2 separate regions of the Mus musculus genome follow, and region 1 is linked to region 2. The links are chromatin contacts, called in public Hi-C maps. All regions are on one chromosome and are shown on one strand. The core of a region is the stretch at or near the end of the contact, and the rest is flanking DNA. Distances in the headings are between cores, read along the strand shown.

What was found. Hi-C and Micro-C count contacts between places; a contact is called where the count stands out from the background.
Region 1: a contact with region 2 is called in a Hi-C map of uterus, with 4 times the contacts expected there. The contact joins the enhancer-like site here to the promoter of Cxadr in region 2. A contact is called at or near these places in 3 of 484 Hi-C or Micro-C datasets (cortical neurons, liver and uterus) and 1 of 115 datasets of contacts at active chromatin or transcription factors (embryonic stem cells).

What each region holds. Positions count from the first base shown.
Region 1 is chr16:78,449,419-78,454,756 of GRCm38.p6, reverse strand. No RefSeq gene overlaps it. Among named protein-coding and RNA genes, the nearest start is that of Gm25038, 28 kb to the right of the region's middle. Within about 2 kb of position 3,211, at least 29 of the 459 cell types and tissues checked have an H3K27ac peak or open chromatin away from gene starts, as enhancers often do. A contact at or near this core is called in uterus, where this site is marked.
Region 2 is chr16:78,299,529-78,304,958 of GRCm38.p6, reverse strand. It overlaps Cxadr (coxsackie virus and adenovirus receptor), which reads right to left and starts at 3,288. Exons shown (of 7, transcript NM_001025192.3): 1 at 3,085-3,288. The coding sequence starts at 3,127.

The sequences.
Region 1 (5,338 bases), core at 1,962-4,461, 150 kb before region 2:
TTTGTCAACAAGGTTCATAGGCTGGGAGCCTGGTCCCTCACGTAGTAGTGATGGCACCTGATGAGCCCTTAGGTTGCGGAGCCTAGCAGCAGGCATTCAGTCACAGAGGCAGTTCCCACAGAGACAATGGAGGCTATTCTCACAGAACTCTGAGTTCTCGCGAGAACAAGTTACTTTAAAGTAAGCCTGACGCTAAAACACTGCCTACCTTCCCGTCTGGTGAAATAATTCCATTCCCTTGTTCCGTGTTGATGCTATGTACCATTAGGGCCTCACCAGAGACCTAGCCAATGGGGTTTCGAAGTTCTCACCTAAAAATCCATTTCTTTTTCTGAAGTAGCCGAAGTCAGGTATTTTGTTATAATACACATATACTGGCTGGTTTTGTGTGTCAACTTGACACAAGCTGGAGTTATCATAGAGAAAGGAGCCTCCCTTGAGGAAATGCCTCCATGAGATCCAACTGTCAAGCATTTTCTCAATTAGTGATCAAGGGGGAAAGGCCCATTGTGGGTGGGACCATCTCTGGGCTGGTAGTCTTGGGTTCTATAAGAGAGCAGGCTGAGCAAGCCAGGGGAGGCAAGCCAGTAAAGAACATCCCTCCATGGCCTTTGCATCAGCTCCTGCTTCCTGACCTGCTTGAGTTCCAGTCCTGACTTCCTTTGGTGATGAACAGCAGTATGGAAATGTAAGCTGAATAAACCCTTTCCTCCCCAACTTGCTTCTTGGCCATGATGTTTTGTTCAGGAATAGAAACCCTGACTAACACAACACACAATTCAGGAATTCATAACTCTTTACAAAAAAAAAAGTTTGTCCACCTTTGGATAAAAGAAATACTAGTAGGAAATACATATGACTTTTTTTTTCTACTAAAAAGCATCACATATCCTTCTAGGATCAGCCCACACGTGATATGCTGTATCATACTCTATTTTTTTTCTAAGTTCACTTACCTTTGATCTTCTGCTTTAGGTAACAATATACAAATTCTTTGATGTTCTTACTGGTGATTAAAGCAGCAGAACGAAGGCCTGAAATGATCTATCAGTAAGAGCAAAAGAGCAGAATGACCATGATTGATGTGATGGAAACATTTTTACAAGGACTCTCCACTGGGTGAAGAGCTACAGACAATCATGGCTGCTGAGGAAGGGGGAAGGAAGCCCCTTGAATATCCAATGTCAAGTGGACAAGTGGACACACATGCACACAAGTAATACTAACTGAGCCCAATAGGAGGTGTGTGTGTGTGTGTGTGAGAGAGAGAGAGAGAGAGCATGTGTTTGTATATCTGTGTCTGTATCTGTGTGTTTGTGTGTGAGCATGTATGTGTGTGTGTGTGTGAGAGAGAGAGAGAGCATGTGTCTCTGTATATCTGTGTCTGCATCTGTGTGTGTGAGTATGTGTATGTGAGAGTATGTGTGTATATGTGTGCGTGTGTGTGTGTGTGTGTGTGTGTGTGTGAGACACAGAGAGAGAGAGCATGTGTCTGTATATCTGTGTCTGCATCTGTGTGTGTGTCTATGTGTGTGAGTGTGCATGTCTATGTCTATGAGTCTGTCTGAATGTGTGTTTGTCTATGTGAGTATATGTGTTTGAGTGTGTTCATGTAGGTGTCTGTGAGTGTGAGTGTGTGTGTGTGAGCGTATGTTTGTGAAACAATTGTAATTATCCAAGAAGAGGTCATGACTCCTAGAGAAAGTGAGAGGGGCACAAGAGGCTGATGGGGTAGATATTACACAAACAAAGCATACCCCTGTAAGCGCTCAAGAGTAAAAGTTAAAGGCCATTACTTAATATATAACAAATCTCCTATTTACCTGTGTGAGAAAGTAACATGAAGATTATTTGAATATGTCAATTTGGTATAATTTTCTGTATAGTTCGTAATCTTTAAGTATTTTCCTGTCTGCTAAGATAAACCTTAGTTTCAACAGTCTGCAATTTGCATTTCAAGTAACAAAAGGAAACCACTTGTTTTCTTAATGTTTGCCAAGACACCTTGCTCACTGGTGGCAGTGAATAATATGTATCTAAAAATAAAACATGTGTGTGTATATCATAATACATAAATGATACTTCAATGTAAAGGATACTTTGTGTGGCTTGTTTACTAATGTGCAAATCTCATATTCTTTTCAAGTGCCGTAAACGTGACAAAAGAAACTCTTTTAGATTTGATGTTTAGGTGCTGCGTAAGCGCTTGCTGCTCCCAGTCCTTTGACGGCTTTGACTGTCGATTCGCTGATCTTGAAAGAACTAATGCGCCCTCTTGTGGTAGACTACTGTAGTGACTGTCTTTTCCATAACTAGTTTTAGTTAGGGAGCTATTTTAGGCAAGTTGTTTCACCCGACACCAATAATCTCCTCTGTGGTGAACTCGTATGGAATAAAGTGTATTGGAACTTCCTGGATAAACTTCTAAAGTCACCCTGGGCAATTATGAAATTTGATTACCACTGTCTCACACCCATCCTAAATTTCTAAGAACAGCATAAAATCTAACATTCATTTTTTTTCAGTCTCCAGAACCACTTTTTAGAATATAAAGTATAAATTTATCACTTTCTTGTGTATTGGAAGTTATTTTTAAAACATGTACCATCACTGCTTTCCAATATGAGGATGTTGATTCACAAATAAGCATAAATAATTTTGTCCTGGACATAGGAAAATTCTCCCAGGTACGAAAGGGCTTTGTGAGAGTCAAGTCTACCCTCCAGTCTCTGGCGGCCTCTTCTGCAGAGGAGCTTCGGGCACTTGTGTTGGCAGCAGACCTTGTGACACTCGACATTAGATATTGCATAGCACAAGAGTCAGTTTGTCCCTCAAGTATATCTTGGCACTTGGAACCCACACTACCAGTGGTGGTTCTGTGGACGCGGCACGGGTCGCTTCTCTTATGTGACTCTGGGTCTATACTACACTCTTTTTCCATAGTATTTATCCAGGTTTGTGAGTCCAGACTGCTTTGTTTGTTTGTTTTGATTTTTTTACATACACAAGTATACACTATACTTAGTAGTGATGTAGTTTAGAAAATGGTTTGCTTAGAAAATTTCACTGGAGGCACTTTCCAGTTTTCCCTTGCCAATCTCTGACGTGAGTCACAGAGGCCGAGGTCCTTCTCTCTGGGACGGTCAGGGGCTGGTTCTTCCTCTTCAGCAGGCCACAGACCTTCAAAGGCTGCCCCGCCCCTTCCCTGTTCCCAGGATCGGTTCCAAGGATCTGATCCGTCACAAGGAAGGAGGGCAAGCCACAAAAGAGGAGCCGAGAGGAATCTGGACAGGCTACTCAGGGTTTCCTCCCACATTTCGGATCGCTACCGGGTCAGTTTGTCCAGTCGCATTTCTAAGCAGTTCTTCACGCCTGAACAACCTCAAGCATAAAAAGCTTTCCTATAAGAGAGGAGGAGTGACTGGGAGGGAGGACTAGGAGGAGTGGGTGGGGAGAACTAGAAGGAGTGGATGGGGGAAGACTAGGAGGAAAAGATGGGGAGGACTAGGAGGAGTGTATGGGGAGGACTAGGAGGAGAGGATGGGGAGGATTAGGAGAAGTGGATGGGGAGATCTAGGAGGAGTAGATAGGGAGGGCTAGGAGAAGTGGATGGGGAGGACTAGGAGAAGAGGATAGGGAGGACTAGGAGGAGAAGATGGGGAGGACTAGGAGGAGTGGATGGGGAGGATTAGGAGGAGTGAATGGGGAGGACTAGGAGGAGAGGATGGGGAGGATTAGGAGGAGTGAATGGGGAGGACTAGGAGGAGAGGATGGGGAGGATTAGGAGGAGTGAATGAGGAGGACTAGGAGGAGAGGATGGGGAGGACTAGGAGAAGTGGATGGGGAGGACTAGGAGGAGTGGATGGGGAGGACTAGGAGGAGAGGATGGGGAGGACTAGGAGAAGTGAATGGGGAGGACTAGGAGGAGTGGATGGGGAGGACTAGAAGGAGTGGATGGGGAGGACTAGGAGAAGAGGATGGGGAGGACTAGGAGAAGTGGATGGGGAGGTCTAGGAGGAGTGGATGGGAGGACTAGGAGGAGTGGATGGGAGGGAGGAGACTGGGAGGAGAGGAGGAAGGAGAACTGTGGCCAGAGTATAATATATAAGAGAAGAATAAACTTAAAATTTTTTAAATAATTAAAAGGAAGACACTTGACATGGACCTGTGGCCTCACAGAACACACACACACAAGCACACACACACATCCATAAACAATACACTTATTTTTAAAAAGTCAGGGATGCTAGCACATATTTGTGATTCCTGAACTGGGCAGAAGCAAACAGAACCATCTCTGGAGCTCCCTGGCCAATCTCCATAGCCTAATCAGTGAGTCCTAGGTCCCAATGAGAAATCCCACATCAAGAAAGAAAGTGGCCAGCTTGTGAAGGATGCTCAGTATCTCCACACAAATGTGCACACGCACACATGTAAACATGCATGCACTAAACACAAAGTTCTTCTTGAGTCTTTGGGTTCTCCTTCCTGCAGTCTTCGATAGCATGTACAACTATTCAAATATGTTTGCTGTGTTCTACCTTTGATAACTCACCATTGGTTGTAGGATTATGACAGGTAATGATGTCACTGCAGCCTTGGCCATTATGCCATCCTACATGGGATTTCTTCTACAACTTACTTTAAAGTCTCTCAGATTTAATTCCTCATCGGTAAAAAGGAGATACTAAAAACCACCTGTAACTGTCATGAGGATCGAGTACAATTTCAAAGTTAAGTATCTAGCATGACACAGAACAGGCAGAAAAAAGTTTGATAGGTTAAGATCAGTATTACTTCTAGATCTTATAAATATCTTCTAGCATGCCATTCTCTCTATGACCCTCCGACCCCTTTCACTTTTCTGGTCTACTTTTTGTCTGTTTTACTGATTTATTGTGCTTGGTTTGCTTGCTGTGTGGCAATGGAAATGAGAGATTTTAGGGTATAGAATTTTGTTTCAGAATCTATTTTTTTAAGACTTCTCTTTAACTATTTGTACGTTAAACATATAGGGATCGGGTGTGGGGAAGAATGGAGAGAAAAAGAGTATGGGGAGAGATAAAGGGAATTGGAAGGCATTTGGGGTGCGAGGGATATGGAAACCTAGTGCAGTAGGGACTCCTGGGATTCTACAAGGGTGACCCCATCCAGGACTCCTAGAAATGGAGGCGTCAGAGCTTGAACCCGCCATGCCATCCTCTGTAACCAGACAAGATTTCCATTGGAACGCAAACCAAATCACAAAACCATCAACCTACAACCAGTCCTGACTGCAAGAAGAGCTGGGCCTCAGGACTGTGGGAGTGGCCAATCAGGGTTTGTGGGAGTGGCCAAC
Region 2 (5,430 bases), core at 2,039-4,538:
GAGTTGAAGAGAAAACAGGAGGCTGGTAAGATCAGAACAAACCATACACATGTATGAAACCCTCAAAGAATTAGGGTTTTTTTTGGTGATTTGGGGTTTTTGTTTGTTTTATTGTGTTTTGTTTTTGAGACAAGGTCTCTCTACATACCCGTGGCTGTCCTGAAACTCACTATGTAGATCAGGCTGGCCTTGAACTCATGGAGATTCACCTGTCTCTGCTTCCCGATTGCTGGGATTAATGTCTGGTGCTGGCTAGGCACGGTAGTGCATACCTATCTATAATCCCACTACTGGGAAACAGAAGTGGAAGAATCAGGAATCCAAGGCCCATCCTTGGTTAGAGGGCAGCTTTGTCTACCTGAGACTCTCTCTGAGAATAAAACTTGAGGTACGTGGGGTTCACTCAGGCAGATTAGTTTCCAGCAGTGTCCTAAGTGTGGAAAAGTCTCGGATTCCTCAAAGTGACTCAAAAACACTCAACCAAGACATGGAATTAAAAGGCTAACTCATAAAAGCCTTCAACATGTGACACATGGTCAAACCGACAACAGGTTCTTCCTAAGTGATGGGCGACCAGCGGCAGATCGGAGAATGTCAATTACAGGCAATCAAAGAGAAAAGTGCCCGTTTCGGAAGTATAATCTCACAGTGACACGTGCCCAATGAACAGCAAAACTGTGACGGCTGAACATTCATGTGCACACTCCTCCGTGCCTCAGTTTCTCCATTCATACAATAGACATGACTATAATCCACACCTTGGAGAGTTTTTGCTTGAGGGATTAAAGGAATGGAGAGACAGCCCATGGAGTCGGGTGTGGGGAGCACACCTGTAAATCCAGCAAGCAGCAGGAGAAGGATGAAGGAACACACTACTGGTAAGTTTGCTGTCTACACATCTGAGTTCCAGACCAGCCTTGGAAAGAACACGAGCCATTAGGAAATGTACCACTTACACATACAGCAGGGGATGTGTGTAGCTCAGTCAGGAGAGTGGTTGAACTGAGCTCCTAATACTAGCCCAGGAAAGAGGACGAGGACCAAGTGTTCAAGGTCATGTTCAAGGTCATGCTCCAACATAAGCTGGAGGTCAGACATACTGGCAAAGCGGGGGCAGGGGCACATGCTTAGTGACTGTTTAACCAAAGGCTTAATTTTACTACTGTATCTTATAGCCTCCACTGCTATTCCCAATCCTATGACTTTGAACTACAGAGGCAATAACTATACCTCCAGAGTCCCATCCGCATCCAGGACATCCTATCAAACTCTTTAGAACTTGCAAAGACAGTCTACAGCAGTGCAGTGTTTAATGAGTAAACCTTATTTTGCAAATAGAAGAGTCAGTGGGTATGAGCACGAAATTTCTCACCACTACACTAAGAGTCAGATCTACAAAAATTATCAAAGTCATACATCAATAAGTTTCTGAGGTCTTTGGAACTTGGGTTTAGCATTTATTTTATTTGTTGGTTGATTGGTTGGTTGGGGGCTGGGGGTCAGTGTCAGCTGAGAAATTTGAGTTCTGAGGCAGAAAAACGGGAGTTGAAAAGAGTTGTCCTGTTTAGACAAAAAAACATCTGTCCTTCGAGAGTGTGCTCACATACATTATATGAATGAAGAGCTAGGTATATTAAAATAGCCTTAATGGAAAGAGTGACCACCAGAGAGGTATTTCAGAAGAGGAAGAGGGGGAAAAAGCATTACTTCATAAGAAAGAAAAAAGAGGAAGATAGTTCCCTGCATCCTCTTCATTCCTCCAATTTCTGCTTTGGATGTATTCAACTTCGGTTTGTTTTACCAAACAAAGGTGGGATTCACCGAGCAGACTGGTTCAACGACCCTTCCTGTTTTTCACAAGATTTAATTTCGAAATTTCAGCCAAGCCTAAAAGATCTGTATCCAAAAAAAAAGGTGGAGGTGGAGGCGGTGTGGTAGCCTCAGCTCCACAGATTAGACTTGTTAATAGAATGTTGATCCCATGAGTAATGTCCACAGCTGTGGCATCCAACAATGGAATTAACATTTCAGCAGGAAGCAGAGAGAGCCATCCCAGTAGAGCTGAGGCAGATCCAACAACCTTCCCAACTCCCGCAATCCTAAGCAATCCTCTTCGGAGGCTACGGTGTGTGTGCGCGTGCGTGCTTCCCAGAGTTGAACGTGTAAATCTTTTACATGACTCACTTGGCTCGAAAATTCCTCCAATTGCTTAGTATTAGGAAATGAGACCGACTTGTTAAAAACACACTTAGAAAAAGATTAATTTCTAAGTGCTAGAATGCGTATGCGTCCTGGGGTCCAGGCATTTTTTTTTTAATGCCTTATTTCCTGAAAGAGACGCTCTGCAGCTGAAAGATGTACTGGGCGATTTCTACCACCACACGCCTCACCACCTGAACGTCAATCATCATACAAAAAAAAAAAAAAAAAATCAACTTATTACAAACCCGGGCTAACTCCTCCCCAACAGCGATTTCAGACCTTCGGCTCCTAATACCTCGTCTCGGAGCTGCTGGGTCGAGCTAGCCTGTTCTTTGAGACTAAAAACCAGCAGCTTCGGTGCTTCTTTCCTAAAGGTAGCCAGGGCGACTGACACCGAACGGCTCAGTCTTCTCTCAAATAATGGCGTTGGTAATTCAGCCTCCCCGGCTTGGACTACCCGATACCTAAAAACTCGCAGCCCGGAGCTTGGAAATCGGGGAAGGCTGGCGGCACACAACACCCAGGCAGACGCGGGAAACAGACAAGGGCAGATAAAGCCAAATGGTCCCCAGGGTAAGCTGCCCTGGAGGCGCGCCCCACACGCCCCTGGGCGAGCCTCCGCCACCGCCACCGGACGATCGGGTCCCCGCTCCGCTGCCTCCCAGACGCCTCACGCCCCCTGCGCCGCTCCCGGGGACCGATGCATTCTCCGGGCTGGCGCGCGTGGTCCGGGGCAGATCACCCTGTGCATGGGTGCCCATCCGCCACTACCACGGCAGCGCCCCCCAAATTGAGCCGCCCCCTCCCCCCACGCCCCATTGTTCCCGGGAGGCCGCGAGCTGGGAGCGCAAGCGACTGGGACGGAGAGGTGCCGCAACTCACCCGCGATCCCGCACAAGAGCACGAAGCACAGTAGGCGCGCCATGGTAGCTGCCGGCCGGGTCGTGGCTTGCAGGTAAACGATCTCGGCTGGGAGCCCTGGTTTTCCCAGAGCCTGGTACACTCCCGACTGGCTCCCGGCGGTGGCAGCAGCGAAGGCACCTCTGCGCCCCGCCCCAGCTCGGCAGGTGAACGCGTCACTTCCGGCAGCACCCGGGAGCCCCTAAGCAAGAGCCCACAGTGTTGGCGCCCTGGGGTTGCCATGGAAACTGGGATCAGCCCGCGTCCCACCCCCCCTCCCCACCCCCACTCCCCTCTAAGGAACCTTCCAGTCCCAGCGGTCTTGCGCGCTGTACACCTGCTTGCGCTAGCAGCCACCTCCAGCTCTCCCGACTCCTGGTTAAATCGCTTTGTGAGCTGGGAAGCAGCGAGCCAGTCTCACTGCTGAAACAGTCACGCCCTCCTCCCCAGAGCCCAGCTCCAGGCCGGAATTGCTCCCTCTCCCTAAACCTTGAGCTAGGTTTCTTTCGACACACCACTAGCCAGCAGTCACCGCATCCTGTGGTCAGGGGTGGGGACCTCCTGGCACCCGTGTTTCCAAGGGCGATCAGAGAGCCCCGCCAATATCTTGCCTTCTTTTTGAATGGCTAGGTTCCTATTGAAGGCTCAGGAGAGGCTTTTCTTCCGCCCCTGTATACACTAGACCTATAAATTGAGGCGGCAGGTTTAACAAATACTTGGGGCTTTTCTCCTCCTTGCGATTATGAGTCGTTCCAGCCCTGAAGTTAGCCCACAGGGACAAAAGAACTTTAAAAGTGGGACCGGTTGGGGATGGCTAAGTGAACGGGAGTGGCTCTTGGAAATTAGGAATTTGAAAAGCCAGTGCAATCCCGCCCTGCAGCTCTCCCAAGCTGTTATCCTCAGACTTGCCTTTGCTAACTATTCTTGGTTGCTCTTCCCAGATTTTTTTTTTAACTGTTAGAAATGTTGAAATTCACAAGAGCCCCATATTAGGAGGTAGAAAACAGAAGAAACCAGCGTAATGGCCAAGAGTTAGGGGTCTTGGTGGGCAAGTTATTTAGAAGTGAAAGTGAAATCGTGCATTAAAAAAAAAAATGCTTGGTAGGTCCAGAGATGGCTCAACAGTTAAGAGCAATGGCTGCTCATCCACAGGTCCCGAGTTCAACTCCCAGCAACCACATAGTGGCTGGCTCACAACCATCTGTAATGGGATCAAGTACCCTCTTCTGGTATATCTGAAGACAGCGACAGTGTATTCAAATATATAAAAATAAATAAATCTTTTTTAAAAAATGCTTGCCCCCCCCCCCACAGAGCACATAGTGCTCAGCAAGTAGGGACTAATAAAGGAATATTGGGAATGCCTTGTTGCTTGTTGAACCAGAGAAAAGAGAGAAGGCAGGTGTAGGGGGTGATAGGGATGTCCCCACAGGCTCATATATTTAAATGCTTAATCACTATTTGGAAGGATTAGAAGGATTGGGTACTGCAGCCTTTTGGAGTAGGTGTGGCCTTGTTGGAGGAGGTGAATCCCTGGGGGCAGGCTTAGAGGTTTCAAAACACCCATAAGATCCTGGCTCTCTCTTGCCTCTTCCCACCTCCTCTCCTTTCCGATCAAGATGAGGCTCTCAGCTTCATCTGCCTCATACCTGCATCATTGCCTGTCTGCATGCTCCCTGCATGATAATTATGGACTGAAAACGGTAGGCAAGTCTCCAATTAAATGCCCTATTTTGTAAGAGCTGCCTTTGCCGTGGTGTCTATTCATAGTAACAGAACAATAACTGGGACAGAAGAATAACCAGACTTAAGGCTACAGGCTCCTACGGGGGAGGGAAAAGAGTAGAGTCCAAGCAGAGGTGCGCTACCCTGCTAAAGAGCTTAAAGCGTTGGCTAATTCAGTCAAGCAGAAGCCTGGGAATGGACTTTAAGGGGGTGAGACAATGGTAGAAAGAACATAAAACTGGATTAGGCTGAGTTTACTGACATGGGTGCACTGAATGGAGAGTCTAGGTTTAGTATGGAAGCTTGCACAGTCAACAAGGATGCCAGACGTCTGACTAGTTGGCTGAGGCATTTGTTCAGATGCTAAAAGATGGCCTACTAAAAAGGAGTTGGAGATGCCCGATATCCGTTGGCTTAATGTTGATGAAGGGATTTTAAGGTTCAGGGAAATGGCAATACTAGAGTGTGTGACCTTGTAAAAACCCAATCTCCCACAGGGGGAAGGTCCAGAAGACGTGCCCTTCAGTAACCCTTTAAACTACAGAACTGTGAGAGGGGCACCAGCAGATCTGAAGGGCTTTGTTGTCAACCTTAGGGTTGAGA